Regions from separate parts of the Sus scrofa genome. Here region 1 is linked to region 2. A link is a contact called in public HiChIP or PLAC-seq data. All regions are on one chromosome and are shown on one strand. Each heading gives the region's core, a stretch centred on a gene start, on an enhancer-like site or on the middle of the called end of the contact. The rest is flanking DNA. Distances are from core to core; before and after follow the strand shown. Region 1 overlaps RBMS3 (RNA-binding motif, single-stranded-interacting protein 3). Region 2 overlaps RBMS3 (RNA-binding motif, single-stranded-interacting protein 3).

Evidence for each region. HiChIP or PLAC-seq counts read pairs in DNA pulled down with a chosen protein or histone mark.
Region 1: a contact with region 2 is called in an H3K27ac HiChIP or PLAC-seq map of skeletal muscle, with 3 times the contacts expected there. The contact joins two enhancer-like sites. A contact is called at or near these places in 1 of 47 Hi-C or Micro-C datasets (alveolar macrophages) and 1 of 2 datasets of contacts at active chromatin or transcription factors (skeletal muscle).

Annotation. Positions count from the first base shown.
Region 1 is chr13:15,894,301-15,898,381 of Sscrofa11.1, forward strand. All of the region lies in intron 5 of RBMS3 (RNA-binding motif, single-stranded-interacting protein 3), which reads left to right. Among named protein-coding and RNA genes, the nearest start is that of TGFBR2, 890 kb to the right of the region's middle. Within about 2 kb of position 1,376, at least 11 of the 83 cell types and tissues checked have an H3K27ac peak or open chromatin away from gene starts, as enhancers often do. A contact at or near this core is called in skeletal muscle, where this site is marked.
Region 2 is chr13:15,715,631-15,719,668 of Sscrofa11.1, forward strand. The region is part of intron 4 of RBMS3 (RNA-binding motif, single-stranded-interacting protein 3); the gene reads left to right. Among named protein-coding and RNA genes, the nearest start is that of RBMS3, 750 kb to the left of the region's middle. Within about 2 kb of position 1,356, at least 29 of the 83 cell types and tissues checked have an H3K27ac peak or open chromatin away from gene starts, as enhancers often do. A contact at or near this core is called in skeletal muscle, where this site is marked.

The DNA.
Region 1 (4,081 bases), core at 126-2,625, 180 kb after region 2:
AATTGAAACCAGTCTAGGAGAGTCCAAGAGAAGGAACTGTTCCAGTTTTTTTGGAGTTCCCATAGTGGCTCAGTGGAAACGAATCTGATTAGCATCCATGAGGACACAAGATCAATCCCTGGCCTCACTCAGTCGGTTATGGACCGATGTTGCCGTGAGCTGAGGTGTGGGTCACAGACGCGCTTGGATCTGGCATTGCTGTGGCTGTGCTGTAGGCCAGAGGTTACAACTCTGATTCAACCCCTACCTTGGGAACCTCCATATGCCTTGAGTTTGGCCCTAAAAAGACAGAAAACATTTCCAGCTTTTGAATCAAAGAAATTAGTCATCACTGATGGCCTACCAAATTATTGGACCTTAATTTGCCTGATTTTCTGTAGGGGATCTAGGTTAAGGTTTACAGAAATAGGGAGTAATTAATTATGGGATGTAAAGGAGTGAAGTATACTTTGGCACTCTCCTTTTCAAGACTCTCAAACCAAGGATTTTATATTAAACAGACAACGTTTAGGTAAAGCTGGGCTCTTAATTACTTTTAAGGAACCACTAAAATGTATACACAATTTTGAGGATAGGCTGTGTGTACATTTTTCTGGGTGAAATTTACATAGCCTGAAAATATTTTTTAAATTGTTAGATAGTTTAATAGATTCTTGGATATACAGTAAACCCAACACATGTAATCTTGCTATTGATATGTTTATAGATGGGAGGAAAATCTACATATTCATGCGGTTTACACTGAAAGCTGTTTGAATCCCTCCTGTGTCTCTCTTGCTAAGGCAGAAGCCTGGGGACAATGACAGCTGTTGCAGGAGACGCTGAATTTAGCTAATCTCAAAGGTTTTACTTCCAACCTATTTGGAAGTGAGGTTCTAGGTTGTCACATTTGTGTTTCAGCCATTTCCTCTGACATGCTTTTCCTTCACTTAGGCAAGGGAGACTCAGACTTTTGCCTGCCACAGGAAGTCGATGGCACTGGGCTGGCTTGCAGACAGGGACTGGCTCTGTATCTCTGGGTTGGCACAACCTAATGAAAATTGTTGAGCTGCAGCATTTCCATCCTGGTGCCAGCCCAATGGCTAGACGCCAAGATTGCTATTTGGCAACAAATGACCAGACAAGCAGCTGGTTATTGCAGCGAGTCTGAGCCGTGTGCTTGGGGCCATGACTCTGCTGCCAGACCCTCCAACCCAGTTAGCAGCTGAACCCTGGAGGTTTTTCTGGCTCCATTCCCACTTCCTCTAGTGGTGGGCTTTGCCCTGATAAGGGTGGTTTCCAGCAGCTTGCCCTGCTTGGTCCTGAGCTGTGGCGTCCGGCTGGAGCAGAAGCTTATAGACCCTGCTGCGGGGGCCGTGGGCAGCAGGGCCGGCTCCTTGGGGCACTGGCTGGACCTGCTTTCACTAGAGGCTGGCTGGAGGAGGAGAGAGTCAATGTGGGCTGCTGGCATTACCTTCCAGCCAGGGCCAAAGAAGGCACAGCCTGCTGGCCTCTGCCTTTGGCTCTGCTAGCATCTATTTTGTGCTGTTCTTTGTGAAAAGTGCTAAGACAAAAGAGCCTGGTGAGCAGACTTGTTCCGAGAAAATGGGAAGAAGGAGGTGAGGGAAGAGAAACTGGCCCAGTAGATATAGCCATCATAAAGGAGTGGAATTACATTAGCAATGGCTGAGCAGGGTCTTCCTTGTCTCTGTGTTTCCCAAGTGGCAAAAAAAAAATTCTTTCCTTAGGCTTTTTCATTTCCTCTTTCTGCCAGAACTCCTGGACTTTGAGAAAAGTTTGTCCTTAGGCTTTTGAAAGGGAGAAGGCACCTCTTTTCAGGAGGCCCCATTGTCCCCATCAATGTCCCCTCCTGGGGTCTGGCACCATCTGTAAGTTTGCTGCAGCTGCTGATGAATTTAAACTGAGTTAGCAGGAGCCAGGTATAGCATATTTGGAAAGCATGCATCCCTCTTCTTTTGTTGGGCTAAGAGTGGGGATAAGGGGCTCTGAAGAGATAATTTCCCCATCTTCTTTGAGAGACGCCGTCATCCAGTTTCCAGCACTGTGTACTCTACGTGGATTCCTTGGAACTCAGAGAGCTATTCAGAGTGGTTCAGAATGAAGGCCAACCATCTGAACACAGCCAAAGGGTAACTTTAGTATCTCTCAAAGAACACCTGTGATTTCTCCCAGGGAAAGCTGAAGGATACCACAATGGTAGAACTATTAAAAATGTTGGCACAGAGGACCAAGGACTCCATTGTGTTTAATTGCTGGGATTCCTGCCTCACCACACAGGACAAGTACCAACAGGATACTTTCTATGAAATTTGTCTTTTATTTCTCATATTTGATCATTTCTGGAACCAGGCATATGACCAGCCATATCTGTCTCTTCAGATGAAGTAAATAGAATGGGAACATTGCTCCAATGTTGTCCTGCAACTGTAAAATTTTCTCTCTCTCTCTCTTTTTTTTCTTTCTTTTTTTTTTTTTTTTAAATCAGGTCCATTGACATTCTTTTACTTATTTGGTCATTTATCTAAGAAACTTTATTGTTGTAACATCACCATGTACGACATTCCTCGGGACTATGTGGATTTGCAGACTAAACAAGATTACATACATAGTGCAAGGGAGGAATCTGTGATTAGCTTAACTGATGAGTGTTTCACTCAAAAATATTTTCACAATGTTCAACATGAGGGGTTTTCTTATTTAGAGGTTCATTTCAACTGTCAAAATAGCACCCTGATGTTGGGTGGTTTTGTTCATGAAATCATAGTTGGATAATTTGTGTTTGAGCCTTCCCCCATTCATACCACCTGTTTCCTAATCTATCTGCTGGACTCCCATTAATACCTGAGAAGCCATCTCAAATACTCTGCATTACGCATCCGTATTCCATCCCCAATTCCCACAAAAATCATTTGCCGGGACAAGCATCTCTGTTCCCATTTCACTTCATTCATACATTGATTATCATATCTATCACCCTGTATTCTGGTTGATTTCTATCATTTCGCCTGCTAGACAATGAACTTGCTAAGGAGTGAAGTGCTTCTTATTCGTATTTGTATGAGTTTTAATTTTCAGCACCATGAAATTATACAGAGAAGTGAAATTATCACCATTTACAGCAGGAACGTTTTAGTTTCCAGATACAGACATAGAGTTGATTCTTGTTATTTGCAGTAGTTATTTTCTCTAGTTATTGTAAACACTGAATTAGCAAATAATGAATCATTGACCAATAGAGTTAGGTTTCTGCAAAAGCCTGACTATAACATTTTCATCAACCAATCAATCCATAATCTTGTTTTATCTGTGTTTCTGTTTGAAGACATCTATTTTTAATTAAGTTATAGTTGATTTATAATATTGTGTCAATTTTTGCTGTACAGCCAAGTGACTCAGTTATGTAGATATATATATATATATATATATATATATATATATATATATATATTTTATATATTATTTTCCGTCATGGTCTATCCTAAGACACTGGATATAGTTCCCTGTACTACACAGTAGGACCTTGTTGTCTACCCATTCTTAATGTGATCGTTTGCATCTATGACCCCCAAACTCCCAGCCCATCTCTCTCCCTACCCATCCCCCTTGGCAACCTCAAGTCTGTTCTCTATGTAAAGACAACTAATTAATATATGTTGTTAATTCATTAACATTGAACTTATGGCCAAAGCACTGTAACTCAGGCCTGACCAAAGGTGACCTAACACGTATTTTTCTCTTTAAAGCACTGTCAAAAATCTAGAAATAGCAACATTAAAACTACCAGGTCAGTAAAATAGTATCTAGGAAGATTTTATTGTGCAAATAAGAACAGTTTATGAAGTGGGAGCTTTCAAATTCAAAATTGATAAAAGCTCAGGGGCATGACAGTACAGAATGGCTTATAAAGTAACAATGAGGAAGTTGTTTAGCCTTTACAAGGATTGGTTATTACGACGGGGGTTTCCAGAAGCAGGGGTTTCTAGAAGCAGGGAATTCATTTCAAAGTGATTATTTTATGACATTTTCAGGAAGATGACTCAAATTTCTTGCATGATTGTCAAAGGCATTACAAGAAATACCC
Region 2 (4,038 bases), core at 106-2,605:
ACAGTTGAGAAATAGATACCTCTCCCCTAGGTGATCTTTGGAAAACTTTACTCATCTTTATAAAACTTAAAAATTCCCCCAAGCACACACAGCAAGCTTGCCTTTCCTTCCTTTCCAGAGCCTTACCAGTTCACTCTGTTCCCATCAGTTCAGTGCAGTTTCTTATCACATTGTTCTTTCATCCATCTCCCGCCTTCCTTCTTTGGCCATCTGCTTCCCCAGAAGACCTTGAAGAGAAGGTTTCAGACCATAGGACCCTGACTAAGTTTCTCTGGCTGGTGGTGCTCAGATTCTGTTCAGAGCCTGGTGTGAAGTTGGGGTCAGGTGGAAAGAGTCATCCATCAACGGCACACTGATTTCAGGCTGAATTTCCAACCATCTGCAGCTGGACGGCCGCCCGGCTGTGAAAGTCTAGCTGGGCCCAGTTGTGCCATGGAAAGAGCAGACCCTTGAAAACACCAGGCCTGAGCAGTTGCCAAAGGAAGAAGGAGGCTCCTGAGGGGGTAAAGGATATTCTTAAAGATGTGAACGTACAGATCCTCCAAAAGCAAAACCAAACAACCCTTAACACATTTCTTGCAGATGAAAATGTAGAAAATTTTGCTGAGGGAGGGAGTGAGTTTAGAATTTCCTTAGTACTTCCTGCCTCAGATTTGCATTGATAGTCAGAGTTGGTAACTTGCCAGTTTGAAAACAGCCTTGAAAACTCCCAAGTACTCTTTTCCTTTGAAAGCCTGAAACATACAGAACTGGTTTTCTCAAAATCTTCCAGCAATAGTATTTTTAGCTACAACTCCAAATATTTCTTACACTTTGGAGGTGGGGTGGGGGGCGGAGGCAATGGTAGCATGAAACTATGATAAATCTTGTCTCATTTTAGAATGTATACTATTTTAATTGGTTTGAAATGAGAGAAATACAGAAAGAGGTTACTCTCCCTCTTCAGCTGCTGTTTTCTCTCTTTACTCCTTCAAATCTTTGTTATCATTGGCCTTTTCTTTTCTATAATGTAGTCACTGTTTTCACAACACTAAATCTAGTGCCTACTTAAAAGGAGTAGATACGTAAAAATATCATGTTTTTTTCTCCCCAATAATTCCAAACTTAAAGGAAACACCATGCATATTTCTCTTAACAGTATCTTTCCAACACATTTTCCTTTCACTTTCTCTCCATTTGGAAAAAGAAGAACAGAATTATAACTCAAAACTGTTTCCATCAAATAATAAAAAGCATTTCGGGTTGGACGTGGGGGCCATTGGAAGGGACAGAGGCCAAAGAAGAGGAGGGCGAATGCAAGTCATTTCAGGTCTTTCTGGCTCCAGGAATTCTGGAAAGCTTTGTTTTTGCACTACTATGATTCACACAATCCTCTTTGACGTTATCAGTCTTTTTGGCAGAAGAGGGCTCAGTCACAATTATGCCCATGCCAAATTCTAAGAAAATCGGGCTTTTCCTTTAAAAGAAAATCTTTTTAGTGTTGGACTTCTTATTCAGAGTAAATGGTTGATGTTTATCCAAAATTGGCTTCGAGTACTACATTAAAATTGTGTTTTGTAACAGTCTCCTAAGCCACAGCTGTATGTGATTAAATAGTGTAATATCAAAAGCATGTGAGTAGACATTTTTATGCTATAGCTGTTCACAGTAAGAGTACAGATGGAGCTGACAGGAGACCAAGAGCAAAAAGGTACTCGTGTGTTAGGAGACGTGTATTGAGGGTCTGTGTTGCTGGTTTTTTTTTTTTTTTTTTTGTACTAGTGGGAAAAATGCTGAACTATTTTGGATGTGATTAAAAAATATGCTCTTTGAAAATGGAAACAGAAACAAAATGCCAATTTTTATTTTAAATATGGAGTGCCATTTAATTGCAAAACACATAGTTCCTGAATGAATCTGGAAGCAATGCAAATGGAAAGATTAAGTTTGTTCCCAGGAAGCACACATTCAGAAAGCAAAAGTGAAGTTTGCTTTTCTGTTTGGAAATTATAAATGCTTTTCTCCTCTGGTGTGTGTGTGTGTGTTTGGGGGGAGGAGAGTTTTTGTTTTGTTTTGTTTTTTGCTATATTAATCTGTGGAACTATTATTACAAGAAGATTATAGGTCATTTGCCTCTAAACAAAAGAGTGATAGATAATTAGGATCCGTAACTTAGAGCAAAACAGGTGGTAGCATGATTCTTTGTTAGGATATTTGAAAATATGGTATTCAGTTTGCTATGAATACTGACCTTTTATTGCCATTGTTAAAAGTTACATAGTCACACAAGGAGACACAACTTTAGATTCTATTTCTTTAGCAGAGATTTTACAAAAGAGAAACTTTAGCTACAATGTTTTTGAAAGCCTGTTTGTTCATGAAAACTATAATCTCTAGCCTTCTAGAGATTATCAGTCTATAGGATTACTAATACTAATAAAAGATGTAAAAGATATGTTAGTAAGTAATTGTTTGGGGGGCTAGAAAAAGCTTATAGAAGCAGCTATTGATGTTCAGATTTCAAACATTCAAAAGCACTTTTAAAAAGGAAAAGAAGAGGGGTGGACCGAGGTAAATTGGGTTCTGATTGCTTTTGTTTTTAATTTTTCTTTTTCAAGTTGACATTCGCAAAGAATTTGTTCATGTGAATTTGTGTGTGTGTGTGTATGTGTGTGTGTGTGTGTGTGTGTGTGTAGATTTATTGGTCAGGAAATATATACCATGTGGAATCAGATATCTGAGTAAAGCCTTGCTGTTCAGAGCATCAACCTCTAATAGACATTAAATTTCAAGAGGATGGATAATATATGATAAGACATTCATTCTGCTTTTTTGTGGAACTCTGATTTGTATGTCAATGAACCGGTTTCTAGGACCGGTTCCCTAAGATGCCCTTCCAGGCCTAGCATTTCTGACTCTCTTGTTGAGATAGATGAGGCTGCTTTGATTTTTAGGGCTATTTGGGAAATGAACTGGGTTTTGTGCCATTGATGAGTTTTTGTTCAGGTCCTCCATACTTTCTCCAGAGCAGTTCAAACGCTGCTTTGCTGACTCTGGAGACTTGGCAAATGTAACTGTCTGCATCTTTTGCTGCATCTAAATCTAGCACACCCAGAGAAGTACCTCTGTCACCCAGGAGTGGGTGGAGAGCAGTTCCCAGGGGTGGGACCAATCCACAGGCACTACTGAATCATTATCATTGTTGGCTTTGTTGTGGTTTGAGTTTTCTCCTTTGAGTGCATAAAATTAGATCTGATCCAAAGACTTGCTCTCTCTAGGTGCATAAAAGTGGACTGGTTATGCATATGTTTGGCTAAACCAGTTGAGGTAATGAAAAAAGTAGGATTGTCTCATTAAGATCCTGACAGCTCTAGTTTCATGAATGAATCTTGGAACTACATGTGAAAATAACAAGCGATCAGTGAAATGCTATTTTGACTGGAGTTTGCAAAACGTTCCAGTCTCTAAATTTCTGAATAGTAGCCTTAAAAGCATAGGGGGAAATATTGTAGTAACCCGAGTGCATGGTACTGAAGGAGAAAAATAATCACTTCTCCAAGATACACTTAATAAAACATTATCTTTTCCTCTTTTTCTTGCTAGATACCCTTTCTTGGTCCCCTTGAAGCCTCTGTTAGCTGAATTAATGAAAGTAAATAGAACCTTGAATTTTGTTTTTATGGATTACTAACACATGGCAAAAATGAACTAGACTACATATACAGTCAGATCAACCCTGATAATGTCCTTCCCTGTTGTGTGAAAAATGTGGTATAATAGAAGAAAAATTAATCTCATGATATTCTAAATATTGGTAGTAATCATTTCAGGAACTGATTTTTAACTTGTTCTAGAACTAGCTTTCCTGTCATTGTACTGTAGTGTTAAGAAATTGGCAAGTATTGCACTCAGTATGCCAGATGCAGATGACCTTTTGGTTAACTCATCCTTAACTGGTAGTTTTCAAGCTGACTATGGATCATGTATAGAATTTAATGAGGATTTTTGAGAAGTCTTCCTATTTTTATCCTGGGTATCACTTGTCTATTTATCTTAGTC